Linked DNA regions of Mus musculus: region 2 is linked to region 1. Evidence: chromatin contacts called from public HiChIP or PLAC-seq data. All regions are on one chromosome and are shown on one strand. The core of a region is the stretch at or near the end of the contact, and the rest is flanking DNA. Distances in the headings are between cores, read along the strand shown. Region 1 has its middle 23 kb from the start of Gm42131. Region 2 holds the start of Nkx6-1 (NK6 homeobox 1).

Evidence for each region. HiChIP or PLAC-seq counts read pairs in DNA pulled down with a chosen protein or histone mark.
Region 2: a contact with region 1 is called in an H3K4me3 HiChIP or PLAC-seq map of neural tube, with 3 times the contacts expected there. The contact joins the promoter of Nkx6-1 here to the enhancer-like site in region 1. A contact is called at or near these places in 7 of 39 promoter capture datasets (the 3T3-L1 cell line, cranial neural crest, embryonic stem cells and 2 more), 2 of 484 Hi-C or Micro-C datasets (embryonic stem cells and stem cell-derived motor neurons), 13 of 115 datasets of contacts at active chromatin or transcription factors (astrocytes, craniofacial prominence, differentiating embryonic stem cells and 8 more) and 1 of 9 other capture datasets (embryonic stem cells).

What each region holds. Positions count from the first base shown.
Region 1 is chr5:101,425,214-101,428,237 of GRCm38.p6, forward strand. No RefSeq gene overlaps it. Among named protein-coding and RNA genes, the nearest start is that of Gm42131, 23 kb to the right of the region's middle. Within about 2 kb of position 1,403, at least 35 of the 459 cell types and tissues checked have an H3K27ac peak or open chromatin away from gene starts, as enhancers often do. A contact at or near this core is called in neural tube and stem cell-derived motor neurons, where this site is marked.
Region 2 is chr5:101,663,266-101,666,289 of GRCm38.p6, forward strand. Nkx6-1 (NK6 homeobox 1) reads right to left here and starts at 1,446. Exons shown (of 3, transcript NM_144955.2): 1 at 297-1,446. The coding sequence starts at 969.

The DNA.
Region 1 (3,024 bases), core at 153-2,652:
GAGATGACTGATACACATATGTAAATAGATGACTGATGATAGTAAATAGAAGATAAAGAAATGATAGATGACAGATAAATAGGCAGATGGTTGATAAATAGATAATAAAAGATTGACAGATGAGAATGGATAGATATATAATAGATGATTGATTGGTGATTGATGAACAAATGACAGCGATCCTTTTCACCATTGCTCCCTTTAGACTCTAAATAAAAGTCAACTACCTTGCCAAATTAGCTGATAATATCAGCTTCCATAAGAAGACACTGACTGTGTGTGCTCTTCGAGATATAAAGTTGTTCTGTGTCAGAACCCTAAGGAGAAACTCCCAAAGCAGTGGGGATAGGCATTGCATGCTTGAGGATGGGTCTGTGGATCCTGACTGTCACCTGTCCCATACCAAGATGGTTGAGACATTGCTACTCAGACCTTCAGAACACTCCTGCACATTCAAAGTCAGCCTGGACCACACCCATGTGCAGTCCCAGCCCTGTGAGAAGTGCTCAGACCTCCCCAGAGTAAAATAAACAAAGATCCTTAAGGATAAACTCAGCCTGGGTGCAAAAGAACACCAGAGCCTCCCGGCTTTAGAGCCCCCTGACTCCTTTCATCTTTCCTCTTCTCTTGGTTTTCTCTCCTTGGCTTTCTGATGTCCTACTGGTGAAGTCTGCCTGTTTCCAAAGTCGGGAGTATTTGAAACTCATTGTTAAAATCTGCAACATTTCTTTCTGATTCCTTTTAGCTCAAGAAACTCTAGCTTTCAATGGATAAAGGCCATCCTTTCAACCAATCTGATGCGTTTCGGGAGCCAGGAATTGTGTGACTCGTCACCATCAAAATGCACAGGCAGAAGGCAGACAGGCTGATAGCTTGGGGGTAGGGGGGCTGGGAAACAAAGGGGGTGTTATGTGTAGTACAACCATTCACTGCAAAGGGATTGTTTAAGTGGCCTGACTGGTCGACCCTCACACAAGAGGGAGCCTTCATACGTAAATAAAGGCTGGCTGCCACGGAAACACTTCCATCTGTTGCTGCGCACTGCCAGGCTTCCAAGGAGCTGGCTGCACTAATTGAAACCATGGGTGGATTTGTGCCCCACATAATCACGTTTAGGAAATCCCCAAGAGTTGGTTTACAAGCAGCCCAGCACCAGGCTGGCTCCTGGGGCCTCTGAGCCAAGGGGCTTGCTTTACAGACGCTGCTGTCTTTAATTCCTGGTACTTTGCTCATTCATACCCTCTCCGTGTTTGGATGCCTCTGACCATCAAGACAGGGAGCGATTTATTAAGCTATTAGCTTCCTTTGCTGTGAGGTCCAATTCCAGGCAGAACTCTCCTCTGCAGAGAGGAGGAACTGTAACAGCTTGCGTGAATGTGGGCTCTGAGGAGGGTGTGGTCTGGACATAAGCAGACAATGCATGTGCTAGCCTCTGAAGAGGATGAAGTGGCACAAGATGTCACAGTATGTGACAAACGAGAGCCTCTGCAATGGCAAGCCAGCTCCATGCATCCCTACTGGCTCCGCCTCTGTTCCTCGTCCACGCATGCTGAGTTCCAATCAGATGCAGACCCTAGGTACTGCCATCTTCCAGGTGCCTGAAGGAGGAGATCTTGAACTGGAACTTCTGACAAGTTTTGGGCTTTACCCAGAGAGAAGGCAACTACAGGTGCCAGGCCTGTTCTGCACTCTATATGTGAAATAATGCACAGCCTCATGAAAATGAATAAGAGACCTGCCTGACTAATAATGTGGAACCTGCTTTCTGTTGGATCACACAAGCTTGAAAACAGCCACCTGGCTCGGCTCTCTCATGGAACAATGGGGATGTGGGGGTGGGGAGGGGTCTGTATTACTTAGCTGATGGACAGCATGTCACAGAGTTGCATTGGGCTGGACTCCAAAGCCCGTTTTTTGGATGTATTCATTCAAACTTCTGATTGGTCCATCTGAGTACATTGTTTCTTATATGAAACATAATGAATAAACTGTCGTCTTCACAAAGAGCTTTAGAAACTATTGAGGGGCCAGGGTGGAAGCTCGGTTGTTAGGCTGCTTGTTTTGTGAAATGAAAGATAGACTTCAGTTCTCAATATCCACATGGAAGAGTCCGGGCATGGTGATATGAGTGTGTAATCTTGGTGCTAGGAAGGCAGAAACACATAGATTCCTGGGTAGGTGCCAGCCTAGCACACTGGACAGCTTACAGGACAGTGGCAAGCCCTCCACATGCCTAAGCATATACAGGTAATACACACACACACACACACACACACACACACACACACACACGTTAGTGGCTAGGTACAGGCAATCAGTGGGACTGGATATGGGAAGAATCTGTTTTCTCCAGGGACAAGTTTCCTGGTAGGTCATCTAATCTCAAGGGTCAGCCTTAAACACACGTACATCTGTGGCACTAAGTGGAGTCAGTGGGTTGTATATGTACACATATGCACATAGATGAGCAAGAATGATTAAAGAAGAGCTGGTGTCCTCGAGGAGGAGTTGGGGAGCACAGTCAAGGAGCTAGATGAGGGAGAAGGAGATGGGTAGGAATAATATAATGCAATACTCATGTATGAAGTTCTAAAATAATTGAATCTAAATTAAATACAATGATTGGTCTACCAGACAAAAATAACTGGTTGAAGTGGTAAAGAGCCTGTTGCTCAGCGTCCGTACCTTCATAGGCTGTCTGCTGAACAGTAACTTCAGAGAGTATTCTTCCCTGGATGTGGTCTAGGGCTAGGTTTGATGTGCAGACAGAGTTAACTCATGACCAACTTTCTTCTAAAACCTTCTAAGTGGGAGCCAAAAGAGGATGGTAGAGGAGACCAGAAACCAACCAAGCTGAAGAAAGCCTGTTACTTTACTCCACCTTGAAATATATCAGAGAGACATGACCACACTTTACAAAATATCAGTTTCTTTTACTTTTTACTGCGGCACTATCTGTTCATATTGGAATTAAAAACAGGAAACCTCTTACGTTCACTCTATGAACATGCACATAGATCTTGG
Region 2 (3,024 bases), core at 196-2,695, 240 kb after region 1:
TGACCCAGAGCTGGCCAGGTTCAAGAACAGCCCAGACAGAAGCTCGCTTGCTGCGCTGTGTTCTGTCCAGACGCATTCTCGTTGGTGGAGCCCAGGCCTGCATGAGCCTCGGCGAGCCCAGGAAAGCGCGAGTCCCTCGCTCGCCTGCAGGGGCCCAGCCAACGGCGTGCTGTCCCGGAACTTCCAAACTAGTGTGGCGGCCAGGAGACTGACCGCCCGCAGGGGCACTGTGTGCTTCACGACCCGAGAGCAGACTTAGAAGGCAGGGACCCACCCTCCCCTCCCATAGTACTCACGGGGGGTACAGGCAAGGCGCGCGTCCCTCCACGGCGGACTCTGCATCACTCCGGGCCAGAAGATGGGCGTCCGACCGGGCAGCTCGGCCAGGGGCTTGGGGTACCGGCCCACGGCGGCCACAGCCGCGGCGCTGGGGCTAAAGTAGAGCCCGGGCGGCGGTGGCGGAGGGCTCAGGCTGCTGAAGCGGGGCAGGCCGGCCAGCAGCCCAGCGGGCGACGAGGCGGCAGCGGCGGCAGCAGCAGCGGCGGCGGCGGCCGCCGCAGAGGCCGAGGTGGCGGAGGCGGACGAGGAGGAGGAGGAGGAAGACCCGGAGGGCGAGGCGGAGGGCAGGGCGGCCCCCGAGGCCACCGGCATAGAGGGCCGGCTCAGGATGTCGTTGATGCCGTGTGGGGTGGCCGCCGAAAGCTGCTGCGGGGGACTGCCCAGGGACGAGAGGCCCCCCGCGGCCGGGGGCTTCAAGCCGCCCGGGTTATGTGAGCCCAAAGGTGGGGAGGGCGACGAGGACGAGGAGGACGAGGACGAGGAGGAGGGGGGCCCGGTGGGCAGCGGGGGATAAGCGGCGGGGTAGAGCGGGGTCTTCATCTCGGCCATACTGTGCAGGGCGGCCAGGGGCGGGCTGCTGAGCAGGAACGCGCTCTGCCGAGGGCCCTCCATCGCCCCCACAGCTAACATCCCACAGCCAGACCCGAACCCGCAGCCACGCAGGTCGGTGGCCCCGCCGGGGCTCGGGAGAACCCGAGGTGCCGGGGGCGCGCGCAAGCGAAGTGTGGATCGGCCGCGGGCTCCGGGAGCTGCGCAGCAAAAATGTCCAAACGCCCCGCGGGAGGCGGCAGGGGCGAGGGCTGCGGGGGCGCGGGCGGGCTCAGCGCTTCCTCGGCTTCGGGAGTCCCGGATTCGATCCCAGGCGCTGGTCCCTCGTTCCCGGCTCAGAGCGCTCTGCTTCTCATCTTCTCCACCCCCGCGGGAAATCAGCAAGACGTACCCCGCAGCCGACCCAGAGAGTTTGCAACAAGGTTGGGAGGCGCGGAGCGTTCGCTTTGATGTAGGAGGGCGGGGGCCGGCTCGCTCGCCTGGGGGAGCTTCAAAGCGGGCGGCGTTCCGCCCGGTGCGCGCCTCTGATCTCGCTCGGACGCTCCGCTCTCCCGGCGGCCGCGCTGCTGAGTCGCACTCACCGCTCGCCCGGGGGACAGAGCACAAACGGCCGGCGCGGGTATCGCGCCCGCCACTGCCTCGGGCCCGGCGTTACTGCGCCAGAAAGGGCAGTCAGTGACACCGCTCCGGCGGCTGGGGACTTGGTGCGCCCACGAGCCTACTTCCCCTCCGAGCCACGCGGCGCCGGACTAGCCGGATCGAAAAGGATAAAAGAAAATAAACCTAAGTATGGAAAAAGTCTGACGGGCCGGTTCCGATCGTCCGTCCTCTTCTGCAAGCCGGCCGGGAGACCCCCCCCCGTCCCACCCCCTGGCGCCCTCTCTTCCTCTCACTCTCCGCCTTTCTCTTGCCTCTCTGGCATTTCTCCTTGGCTTTCCAGGCTTGGCTCTTCCAAGCCCTGTCCTCTGGCCAAACTGACCCTCTCGGCGGCTCTTCCCTTCTCTCCTCTCTCCCTCTGGGCCTGACAGTTCGGATGAAGCTCTCAAAGGTAATAAAATATTTGCACCCCTCCCTGCCTCTCTTTAGCTGGGGGACGCAAGGGAGGGGAGGTGGGGGGCCAAAATGAGAACTTTCGAGGACGTCATTCCGGGGCGGCTCGGCGGGGCGGGACTGAGGAGCGGGGCCCGGGTCCTGGGCGTAAACACCGCCTCCAATAGCGCTCAGCTTGGGCAAGGCGTCGCTCCTAGAACACGCCCACCTGGGAGCGCCACACCTTTTGATTGGCTGAGACTAGGGAGCCATAAGGACGCGCCCTCCTAGTCCCCGCCCCAGCTTCACTTGGGCGGAGCCAAGAGGGGAGGGGCCTGGCGAAAAGAGTGGTTCCAGTCTAGAGCCAGCGGCCGGCTCAACTAATCGTGCAAAATAAAATGGAAAGGAGAAGGAGGGAGCAGGGACGAAGAGGGCATTACTTTTTAAAGAGAGGAATAATGAAAATCCAGCCCTTCTATGGAAAAGCAGTTTAAGTGCGGCTCTTCCGCCCACGCCAGCTCGCGTCATCCTCCCCCAGCTCGCGCGCGGCGCCCACCTCCAACGGTGTCTGGACCCTTGCGAAAAGGGAGCTAATGGAGCAGGCAGGAGGCATATCCCAGGCCGACTTCCTTCTTTTGAAGGGATTAATTAAAGGCCCTCTGGGCTCTTCCAGAATCGTGTAAATTGATTTGTTGTTCCTTAAGCCCGTAGATGTTTTTAAACCCCTCGCAGGCCTAAGGGTCACCCTTCACCATCTTTCCGTCTCCTGCTCTTTTCTGTTCTTTCTCCGTTCTTGTCTTCGCTCTCCCACTCCCTAGATCATTATCACTTATGAGGGGGCTCAGTACTCTGGGGATGAAATCAGCTTAATGAGAATATTTATCTCCTGCGTGGTGTCTAAACCTAACAGAAATGAGATAATTATTTTTTTAAAATCCTCCCTCTATTATTATTAGTTGGATTTATGAGGCAGGATCACTAAAATTCACAGGACAACTTTAGATAGAGGAATACCTCGGGGGAAGACAGGTAACTGTTGGAAAGTCTGGTCAAGCTCTCAACTCGGGTAGTTGAGTAAACTAGAGACGACCGACTTCTAGGCTGACA